3 separate regions of the Gossypium hirsutum genome follow, and all the other regions are linked to region 2. A link is a contact called in public Hi-C data. All regions are on one chromosome and are shown on one strand. The core of a region is the stretch at or near the end of the contact, and the rest is flanking DNA. Distances in the headings are between cores, read along the strand shown.

What was found. A called contact is a pair of places that touch in the nucleus more often than the background predicts.
Region 1: a Hi-C map of leaf shows a contact between it and region 2, with 4 times the contacts expected there. The contact joins the promoter of LOC107928028 here to the promoter of LOC107928109 in region 2. A contact is called at or near these places in 21 of 34 Hi-C or Micro-C datasets (anther, callus, cotyledon and 5 more).
Region 3: a contact with region 2 is called in a Hi-C map of leaf, with 2.5 times the contacts expected there. The contact joins the promoter of LOC107928025 here to the promoter of LOC107928109 in region 2. A contact is called at or near these places in 7 of 34 Hi-C or Micro-C datasets (callus, hypocotyl, leaf and 1 more).

Annotation. Positions count from the first base shown.
Region 1 is chrA06:124,015,328-124,018,844 of Gossypium_hirsutum_v2.1, forward strand. LOC107928028 (probable carboxylesterase 15) reads right to left here and starts at 1,662. Exons shown (of 1, transcript XM_016859181.2): 1 at 316-1,662. The coding sequence starts at 1,497. The coding sequence ends at 487.
Region 2 is chrA06:124,144,319-124,148,163 of Gossypium_hirsutum_v2.1, forward strand. It overlaps LOC107928109 (3'-5' exoribonuclease 1), which reads right to left and starts at 1,585. Exons shown (of 5, transcript XM_016859283.2): 1 at 1,530-1,585; 2 at 1,356-1,439. The coding sequence starts at 1,377.
Region 3 is chrA06:123,994,016-123,997,780 of Gossypium_hirsutum_v2.1, forward strand. LOC107928025 (dr1-associated corepressor homolog) reads left to right here and starts at 1,857. Exons shown (of 6, transcript XM_041116183.1): 1 at 1,857-2,225; 2 at 3,339-3,411; 3 at 3,501-3,594. The coding sequence starts at 2,193. It overlaps LOC107928054, which reads left to right. Exons shown (of 11, transcript XM_016859210.1): 10 at 77-109; 11 at 197-244. The coding sequence ends at 244.

The DNA of each region.
Region 1 (3,517 bases), core at 412-2,911, 130 kb before region 2:
CACGCTTCTTAAGAGAATAAAGTCTATATCCGTTATATTCTTCAAGATTATAATGCAATTATTAATTTCATGACTACAGAAGTTGGTATAAATTTTATTAGTCTATAGATATTTCTTAAACCTGCGAGAATTAATCCAAAAACATATTATGGGATTTTAATTTTCTGTTTATTTCTATAATGCTTAATAATGTTTCTATCTACCAAAAATAATAATAACACATAAATATGAAATTTATTTTCCAATTATGATAACGATGCTAAGAAGAAAAAATTGTATGACTTTTAATAATTTATTCAATTAAATCGATTCGAAGATCATCCAATTTTAAAAATTTTATTGAATGGAAAATAAAAAATTTCTTTCAATGTTGGCATGCTAAACGTTTTTTCAAATAACCCACAAGATCAAATATATAATTATTAAAATGTTGACATACGTATAGAAAAGCAACACGCAACCAGAGCTTGACAACATCAATAAAAACTACGACCTTTTTCCATGCTTATTGATGAACACTTTGATTCCTTCAATAAGTTCACTTGTTTGTGCAGCAGTAACAGGGTCAGTATCAATGGCAATCTTGTTAAGATAAAAGCTATGACCCATTTCAGTGCTATGAAACAACTCCACATCTTTGTTGGCTTTTTTCAATAATTCATAGTACTCCATCTCAGTGTCTTTGATCAAGTCTTTCTCAGCTACACAATACATCAGCGGTGGTAAATTTAGGGTGTCAATTGGTGGGGCAAATGACCCCATAGGACAAGTAATGGGATGGTCCTTGGTGCATCCATTGGGCAATGCTAAGGCTAAGAACTTATCCACCATGTCTAAGGTTAAGAAAGGTGACTGGGGTTGTTCTAACTCGGACTTGCTTCGTTGAGCCCGAACGAACCCTGGGTGGATAGGGATAGCACCAGCGAGTCTTAGTGGGTTCAAATCAATGAACCCACTACGTTTAGCTACTTCATGCACGATGTTCCCTCCTGAGCTATCACCTATAAGGAAAACTCGGTTGAAATCACCATGGGTGTTGAGCCAAGGTTCGTTTGACTCACCTTTAGATAACGATTTAAGCCAAAGGAGAGCGGCGTAGCCATCGTCACAAGCGGCCGGCAGCTTGTTCTCCGGTGCTAGCCTGAGGTAAACCGAGACGACAATAGCTGGAATCGATTTGGCTAACCTACTGTAAAACTGATAGTACATGAACCAATCAGCTTGGCTGATGCAAAAGCCACCGCCAGGGAAATGAAGTATGATCGGAAACTTGGGATTTTCCTCCTCCGGCAAGTAAATTCGAGCCCGGAGGCCTGAATTTTGATCGATGGTGACATCACGAGTGGCTATACCATCAATGAATTGTTCATGGGGTGAGACTGGTTCAGCCATGAACTTGACCTCAGGGGGACCAGTCCAGGTTCGGTCGACTGAGCCATCATCATAGACTCTTAGCCAACCAGATACCTCCTCAACTAGCTTCTTTTCTTGAATCATGGTTTTTGTTTAAGTAGGGGTGTTAAAGACTTGGAAGTGATGAGTAAAGGATGTACTTGGTTGTGCCATTTTTATAGAAGAAAACAGGAGGTGTCGAAACAGGAAATCGCCTGCTTATTTAATATCGTCTTTAAATATTTATTTGCGTTTTTGGTGCTCCAAACTTCAATGGGTTTGCTTTTTGACTCAAAAAAACGTGTTATATGGTTAAAACAATTTGATTGGACTTGACTAAATTGTAGTGAAGTCTTCCCATTCAACTTTATATTTATAAAAAAATTAATTTAATTTTAGTTAAAAATTAAAAATCAAGAAAAAGATAGAGGGTTGAATTAGTTATGAATTTTTTTATATTTTTATTTAATTATTATTGGTTAAATTAAGAATAGTTTATTTAAGCTGTTGTTGAGGTTGAAACTTCAAAGAAATTTAGTTGGAAGTGATCTAAATTGTAAATATAATTAATATGGAATATATATATATATGATAAATAATCGATTGAGTCTTAGTTTAATTGACATGGATATTATTATTAATGTAAAAAAAATATAAATTTAAATACATTGAAACGCATTACTTCTTTATGCATGAATTGAAAAGGAATTATAAATAATTTTAAACATTATATAAAACAGAATAAATATTTTCGTAACATAACCAAACCGATATTAGTTTGGAGGTTGAATGGTCAGTTTCAAACATGTAAGAAAGCACTGAATATTGGACATAATAAATGGGAGACAAAGAGGTTTGACTAATCATGCAACCAAAGTTGTTGGGCTGCTTCCTTCAGTCCAAGGAAATTGGCAAGGTAATAACATGAAAGAAAAGTTATCTAATTATAAAAATATTAATATTTTATGTATTATCAAGTAAAAGTTTTAAATTTCATAAAAAAGAAATAATTTTGATTTTCTTTTAATTAAGGCCTAGTTTAGAAATATTTCTCAAAAAAACCTTTGAAAAAAAGAAAATTGAAAAGAAGCTTATTAAAAAAGTGATTTTGAGTCAATTTTTGACTTGAAAGAAATATTTTTTTTTGTACCAAAAGTACTTTTGAGACACATTCCTAAATTAGGTCTAAGTGATATAATATTAACTTTAATATTTAGTTATAAGGTATTCAATTAAAGGTCTTTTTTTTAATAAAATGAACTTTTTACCTTTTAGTACTAAATTTTTAAAAATTTTATTTTGAACCTTTAATACCGAATTCCTAATTTCTCCCCAAAAGGGTATCTATTTATGAAATTTCTAAGAAGATTGAAATAAGAAAATATAGTAGGGCCTCCCAAAGACTTCCACTACACATTTTTTCCAAGCAGGCGTTTTTACTTTAGATAGTGGAGGGTCCACTCTTTTTGAATGCCTTTAGAACGTGAACTTGCTCTTGGGGTCTTCTCTCCACATATTGCCATTTTGCTACTATATTTGTCTCATTGTACACCGTGATTCCCCGTTTAGTTGTTTTTGATTTGCTAAGCTACCCGTCACACTTCAAATGAGATCTACCACTCAAGCTGATGTAAATATATTTTCAATACAACAAGTCTATTTGACTTTAACTATGTCATATTGATAGGATTTCAATATAATTGTTTATGATTATCTATTTACACATTTAACGAAATTAGATATTTATCTAATTATATCATACCAGTGGATGAGGTGATGAGGTGACATTTCATATAAATACATTGGAAAACTATGAACAAGAGATCAACCTATTTAGAACCCTGAAGTTACTCTAAGCACTTATCCTCTTAGTCAGTCTGTCATCTTATCCTTGTTTCAACTCTCGATCTTTATAGGTAAATTAGTCTCCATTGCACCACATTGATCTTCTCTTCGCTCCTCCTTATCTTGCTACTCTATATCAATAGTCTAGAAGCACGTTTAATTAAATTGTCCTTGTTATATACGATTTGTTTTCTTAACAAGTTTAGTTCTTTTAGTATTTTTTTAGTCTCGATTTCTATAAAATTAAGATAAAGTATTACAAGTCTTACTTTTTATTACA
Region 2 (3,845 bases), core at 335-2,834:
ATTCATTTGGACTAGGGCGTAAGTCAAGTTAGACTATGCTACTTGGACTAGGGTGTGAGTGTCAATAAAAATGTGTCTGACACAGGCTTGTTAATTTTTTTTCTAAGTTTCCCCATGCATTTAGAGGATCCTTCAAGCTCATATCTCCATACCCATGTCTAGATAAGTGTCGGACACAAGTAATTCAAGAAAAGTAAAGAGTCAAAGCTAGGCCATTTAAGATGCTAAAGCTACCTTCCAATAGGACCAACCCTAAATTTACACTTGATTGCTAGTGAAACTAAGCTAAAAGAGGATCAATAAAATCTACTTCAATCAGTACTCCAGGCACAAAGTGTTTCCAACAGCCTTTTGGGAATCTAAACACAAGAGGCAGCTCATTGAATACAGAAAGAGTAACTCCACTGTGATGGATGTGTATGCCAATGAGGCTATGCAACAAAATAGGGTACCACGAAAACTATGTTACTCGAACTAGCATGTGAGTGTCAGATACGAGTATGCGTCCATCATGGGTATATGCCATTTTTTTCTGAGTTATTCTATGTATTTAAAGGGTCCTTGGAGAGTCATCTCCCCATATCTATGTCTAAAATGTATCTGATACGGATACGAGAAAAAGGAAGAATTAGGTCAAAATAGCTTCAAAAGAGTATAACCGGCTAAATATTTCAAAATATCTAGAAATAATCCAACAAGCCACCTAAAGCTTGTCTGCATAATCACTGCTTGCTTAAAAGACAGCTTAGAACAAAATCTGACCAGCAACATTTACATAATTCTCTTCCAACCATTCCAATAAACAAACAAGAGTCAATTTATACATCCATTTTAGGATCAAACACGCCAACCTTATCAAACAGTTTAGCCAGTAAGCTATTCAATAGTTCTTCATTATCCAATACGAGGTATCACAGGTATCCAAAATACTACTTAGACAACACAGTATAATAAATACTTCCAGTTTATCGCATTCGGCATTAGCTATATAATCAATGGCAGAACAAAAATTCAATAAAGCCTTCAAATTTAAAATGCCATATCTCAAACCAGTCGACTGTGAAACATATCAGGCATCTATTGGATCCTAAATTCGATTATAATCATTCAAATAACACTCAAAACTGAAGCAACCCAGAGCAATAAAAAGAACTAGATTAAAAAATACAAATAAAAAACCCATCAAGACAATGCTAAAAATATCACATTTGTTATAAACCCCATTAATGAAAACACCACAGAAATAATTTATACATATATAGTCAATCTAAAAAACAGAAACCCACAACTCAAAGCAGATCAAAGTTCCAAACTTTAAACAAAAAAAAAAGAATTCTTAAGAATAAAAATATAACCTTTATTTTCAAGGGCCATCATGATCTTGTCTATAATTAAGATCCACAGGCAAGTACATCAGATCCTCTTGTTTTTTCCCTCACCTATAGAAAATAAATAATACTAAATAAATAAAAGAACCCAAAAAATGGAGCGATTTCAAACAAAAAGAAAAGCGTAGAGAAGAGACTAACCTTGTCTGATGCTAGAGAGAGCAAAGAGAGACAATGGTGAAAAGAAGTTTATGTAAATTTGATCTGTACATGGGCCGAGTTCGAACCGGTTCAATTTCGAATCGGGTCGTGGGCTGCCTGCTGCACTGGTTAAAAAAGGCTAAATTCTGGTATTAGTCCTTTTACTAAACTGAAATTTTATATTTATTTTTCTATATTTTTATAGTGTTATTAGTAGCCTCAAATTTACTTTCATTAGAGTGATGTTTTCTATTTTTATTTTTACTATTAGTCCTTTCACATAAATGAAATTACATAGAAAACTAATTTATTATGTTGAATCAATAATAAATTTATATTGTCGCAATGAGTCACTTAATAAAGTTTGTTCTTTCTTCCGATATTGGGTTTCAGGCCTCTCTACAACTTCTTCCTTAATAATGTAAAGATTTTTTTAAGAGATATTACTTTGTACCAATTTTTCCTTTGAATGCTTTTTATTTTACATTTTTTTTATTTTTTTATTTCTCAAGGTATCTACAGGAGCGAGCACAGTAAATAATCATGCTCATTAAAGAGTAGATACTAACCACAAATTTTTAAACTGTTCCATACCTAGAACGAGAATAGAACCCTCAACCAAATTTACCCTTAAACCATAAGTCTATCCTCTTAATTAATATTTGCAATGTAATTATATTTAACTTTGAATTTAATTATTTGCAACTCATTTACTTATTTGTCAAATATAAATAATTTATTTATTCTTTTTTTTTATTTTTATCAAATTAAAATTTAATAACTAATTAATTTTGCATGTTGTCGCATATTATATGCGATTTCCTTAATATTTTGTTTTAATCATAAAATACAATTTTAATTTTAACATCTCTTGATCATTATGAATTATAGTAGGAAAAATATAAACAACACTGTAATTTATTTGTATTTAAGATATAAACTCATTTTGATTTTCGTTTTGTTGACGTTGGCAATTGTCGCTGATGTGGAGTACCATATCAATGTTGTTAATGACCACATTAGCATTCTAACAATTAAAGACGGAAAACATTGATTAAAGGACTTAATTTATGCAATTTGTGAGTTTGCGGGCTTAATTGAATGTGCTTTTCACAGATGAGCTTAATTAAATTTTTTCGCCAAAATTCAGAGACTTATATTTCCAATTAGCCCTTTTCTAGAAAAGGCATAACGAAAAATTTAGCCATTAATGTTACATATTTTATTAATTTGGCTCTTATTATTTTTTTAACTAATTTTAGCCCTTAACTTTTTAAAAAGAGTCAAATTTTATCATTAAAATTTTAAAATAGTTGAATTGATTTTTTAATGAAAATATTAACTAAAACATTAAACCTTAAGGGCTAAATTGATCATTATGCCCTAAAAAATTATAATTTAGCATTTATATATAGACATTAATGACCTTAAATTTTAAATTTATATATTATAAAATTTTGGAAAAATTAATTTAATACAAATTATGAATTTTTGAAGATTATTTTGAATTTTTTTAGGGTACCAATTTTCACGTTTTCAAAACTGTCAGGGGCTTGATGGATATTTATATCAAATTTTTATTTGAGTAATTCGAATTATTCAAGTTATAAATTTTAACTTGACTCGAACTGAAAAAATTGAACTACTTATTTAAATTAATTTAAAAATATTAAATAACTTAATTTGATTAATTCGAAATTCGAAAAAAAAATTATGAGGAAATCAAAGGTATATACACCATTGTTAACCAATTCTTGTGATTTGATTGCACATATGAATATAAAAGTAAACAGTTTTAGAAAATAAACCAAACAATGGGATTTGAAGGAATGTTAAACCTTTTATTTAAATATTAAAATTATTATATAATATATTGATTTCTTTTTACTTCCAATCACTAGTTATAATGACACATATTTGTATTCTTGTATAAATCTTTTATGGTTTAAAATATGATACACATTTTTGTATTTTTTATACATTTGAAATTTAGACTTTATATTTTTATTTTAAGGAATTTAGTTTTTTAATTTAAAAATTCAAGTCTTGTAATATCCTGAAAATTTTTACAGTAAGATATTATTCTTGATATAGTAAAATAAGGAAATAAAGTGACAAAAAGGGAAATTTTGAGTTATGTCAATATTGAGAAGTATATTATGATATATTAATTCAAGAAAGGACTAAATTGTAAAAGTGAGAAAAGTTTTGTTGCACAAGAGTAAATATTCATAATTTGAGGGGTTAAAGTGTAAATATAAAAAAGTTGAAGGACCAATAGTGTAAATAATTTAAGAGTGGAATGATCTAGAAACT
Region 3 (3,765 bases), core at 607-3,106, 150 kb before region 2:
ATGGTGTGTAGAGGATGGGGGTAGGATTTTGTATATCTGTTCTGTTTATCTGATTCTGATATCTTTATCTGTTAAGGACTTAGGTCCAAATCTGTATCTGTCTGTACATGTGATTCTATGTATGTTCCATGACTATCTTTGTTAGGTTACACATTGAGTTTATGACAACTCACATCTATTTGTCTGTTCTGTACAGGTAACCCTCGGACTTAGGCGGGTCAGTGTGATGGAGGCTCCGCTGTGACCATTGGATAAAACTGCCTTTGAGTTTCGGTATTTTTAAAATTCTAGATTTATTTGAGAGTTTGTAGTTTTTTTTTGGACTCTCTAGACTGTATGGTTTTAACTGTTGGTTTTGGTTTTGATTGCTTTCTATCCTGCATTGTTGTTGAAACGATTTACGAAAACGACGGTTTCGATAGTAAACAAGTAAATGAATATGTTTTGTAAATTTTGGACATTTTATAACAAGTAACTTTATAAGGTTTTTATCAAAATAAAAACAGTTTCAAAACCCTTCTTCGCAACACTCTCGGATTAGGCCATAACATCTAGGCTGGGTTTGAGGTGTTACAATTATTTGACCTATTAATTTAGCCTATAAATAGGCTCTTTTACAACCTTAGAAAATACACCTATTAGAAATTAAAACTCATAACACTTTTAGAGAGTTTTGTGTTTACGTTTTGAGGGTTATTTGTTTTCGAGTTTTCAAGGTTTAGTTTTTATCTCTATCTTTTGTACTGTTCGTTCTTTTGTCATTATAGTAAAATTATCTTTGCCTGTGGTTTTTTATCCTCTTTGGAAGGGTTTTTTCACGTTAAATTTATGTGTTTAATTTCTCAATTTCTTCTGCTATTTTTACTTGTTCGTTGCTTAATCAGGTCGATCCCCAACACATTCTGTATAAGTCAGTTCATGAATTAGTAACTACATCTAATCTCTAAAAAAACTCAATTGTTTCAAACTTTCTTTTATTTGGAATGAGAATATTTATGGAATCCTATGAGTAAGATCAAACCTTATTCCGTGGTATTTACATAAGATTTCTCTTTCTTAATCTTAAGCAAATCTCTAAGAAGACTCAATTAATATATGATTTATGTTTTAGCTTCTGTTCCTTTTCGTATGTTTTGAAAAAACAAATTATTGATCAATTCTAAATCTTTCTTTTTCTATTGATTCTTTTCTGATCAAGATATGGATCTATGAATTTATGTGTTTACATCAAACTTTGTTCATGACTTAACAAAAATAAGAAAAAAAATATTAATTAAATAATATAAAAAATAGTGAAAAATATTTTTCAATTTTTTATTTTTGTCTATTCTATTATATATAATTTAATTTTAATATAATTTAATATTTAAACTTTTATAATATCATTAGTTAATTTAAATACTTCATTTTAATTTAAATGTTTATTTGAATTTTTTAAAAATTAAACACGGTTAAATCCAATTACATTATAATGTCATTTTTTATATAAATATTAAGCGAGTTTTTTTATTTTAAAACGTGGTATCAATAAGTTTAATAAAAAGAATTTATCGTTGTTAATAAATAAACCTAAATTTTTAAATAAAATAAATGATAATAACATTTCATATTTATCTTCTAAACATCAATCATATATGTGTAATAACTAAGGTAAGATCTTATATAAAATCCAAAATAAATAAATAAATAAGCAAAAAAAAATATCTGTAAATATCGTTGTCAGTTATGAAACATTAAAAACAGCCAAATAAAGTAATCACACGTGTCGCGAAACCATTTCTCTTCTTTAAATCAACTAATAAAGTCGACTGTTTAAACAAATAAATTAACCAACCTGTCAATTTATCAACCAATATCCACTTGACTTTATTTTTTTTTTCTTTGGAATTTTCTTTTTGTCAAACTTGAACCTGTGTTCGGTTTTGAAACAAAAGACTTCTCTGTTCATGTTTTTGGTTTTTTTAGAACTAAAAAGAAAAAGAAAAAAAAACAGTCTTGGATCTGAAATGGTTTTTTCTTTTGGTTAGATTTTTATTTTTTTAAATTTTTTTTCATAATTTGAAATTATTAGAACAACATCGAATTTTTTTTCTGAACTTGTTTTTTTTAAATATATATATTTCGATTGTCTTTTTTCCCTTTTTATTTTTAATATTTTAATAATTTAATGTTCCAAATCTGACACCCAAATCATGAGGAAGAAGCTCGATACCCGTTTCCCAGCTGTAAGTTCTTTCTTCTTTTTTTTTTCCTTTTATTTTTCACTGAATTTGTTTAATTTCCTTTTTTTTAATACGATGTTAATTTGATTTGGGTATTCGATTTTTGATTGATTCGATGGAAAATGAAATCTGGGTCTTTTTTATTATTATTAAAGTTTTTGATGTTGTGATTGCCTTTTCTTGTTGCGATTCCGATTTATACGATCTAGGTCATCATTAGTTTACGATAGAATAGTTGATTGTGTGTTCAATATTTAGGGTTATTGGATATTAGTTCATAATTGTTTTAACTATATGGATTTTTCATGGACGGTGTTGTTTGATTTGTGTTTTTTCCTTGTTCTATGAAAACCCAGGTTGGTTTAATAAATTTTTTTTATTGTTTCTTCGGAATTGATCGATTTTTATGGAACTATGGAGGTTAAATTTCCCAATTATTATTTGATAATTCTTAGGCTGCTGAATATCTTGCTTACTTGTAGAACTTTAGTTTCTTTTCAGTCCTCATGTTCTAGTTTAGTGTTGACATCCTTAGCATTTGTGTTATTCTGACTCTTGGCTTTTATTGAAGTACCCATACCCGGACATGGGTATGAGAATATGACCTTCCAACAATGTTAGAAATGGGGAAAAAGAAAAGAAACCTCGAAGAAATTGAACATACCTATGTCGAACAGTATCCACATCCGACACTTGCACATAAGTTTGAGTAACATAGATTCGCAGCATTCTACTACTCACACCGGAGTTGGCATGTGGCACTTGGAACTTGCATTATGTTGATCAGTTGATGGTATTAAATCAGCAACTTACAATGACATGTGTCACACGATGTCTCATTTGATAACAACATTGATGCGTCAAAGATCCCATCTTCTTGTCTTGATATACTCTATATTTAACAAACCTTGTCGGGTTTCTTACTTGTCATGGTGCTGCTGTTTTATATTAGGATAACCCGATATTAGTATATAAATTTGATTGCTTATACTTAAGATGCACAGTTTTATGGTTCCACAATTCGACGTATCGTTGCATCTTTCAAGCCGTTTTTTATCTCAAAAAATTATGCATGTGATAAGGTGCTGAAACTTTCAAATGTTTTTGTTTTTTCAGGCTCGCATTAAAAAGATTATGCAAGCAGATGAAGATGTCGGGAAGATTGCATTAGCGGTGCCCGTTTTAGTTTGTGAGCAGCTATAACTTTTCACAATTTGCCGAAATAATTCTTTTATGCATGTATATTACTTGATCACGCTTCTTTCTGTTACTTTGCAGCAAAAGCATTGGAATTGTTTCTACAAGACCTTTGTGATCATACGTATGAGATTACTCTTCAGAGGGGAGCAAAGACCATGAATTCATTGCATTTGTAAGTGAATAATTAGTGTTTTCTTTTTGTACCGTGCAATATCTGTGGCCTACTTTAGGGTTTGATGTTCTTTTCTGCATTTATTGTGCATAAACGTTCTTTGAATGCTTTGTTTCACATTTCTTGATTAGTCTACATGTATTAGCGATATAGATAGGAACAAAACAAATA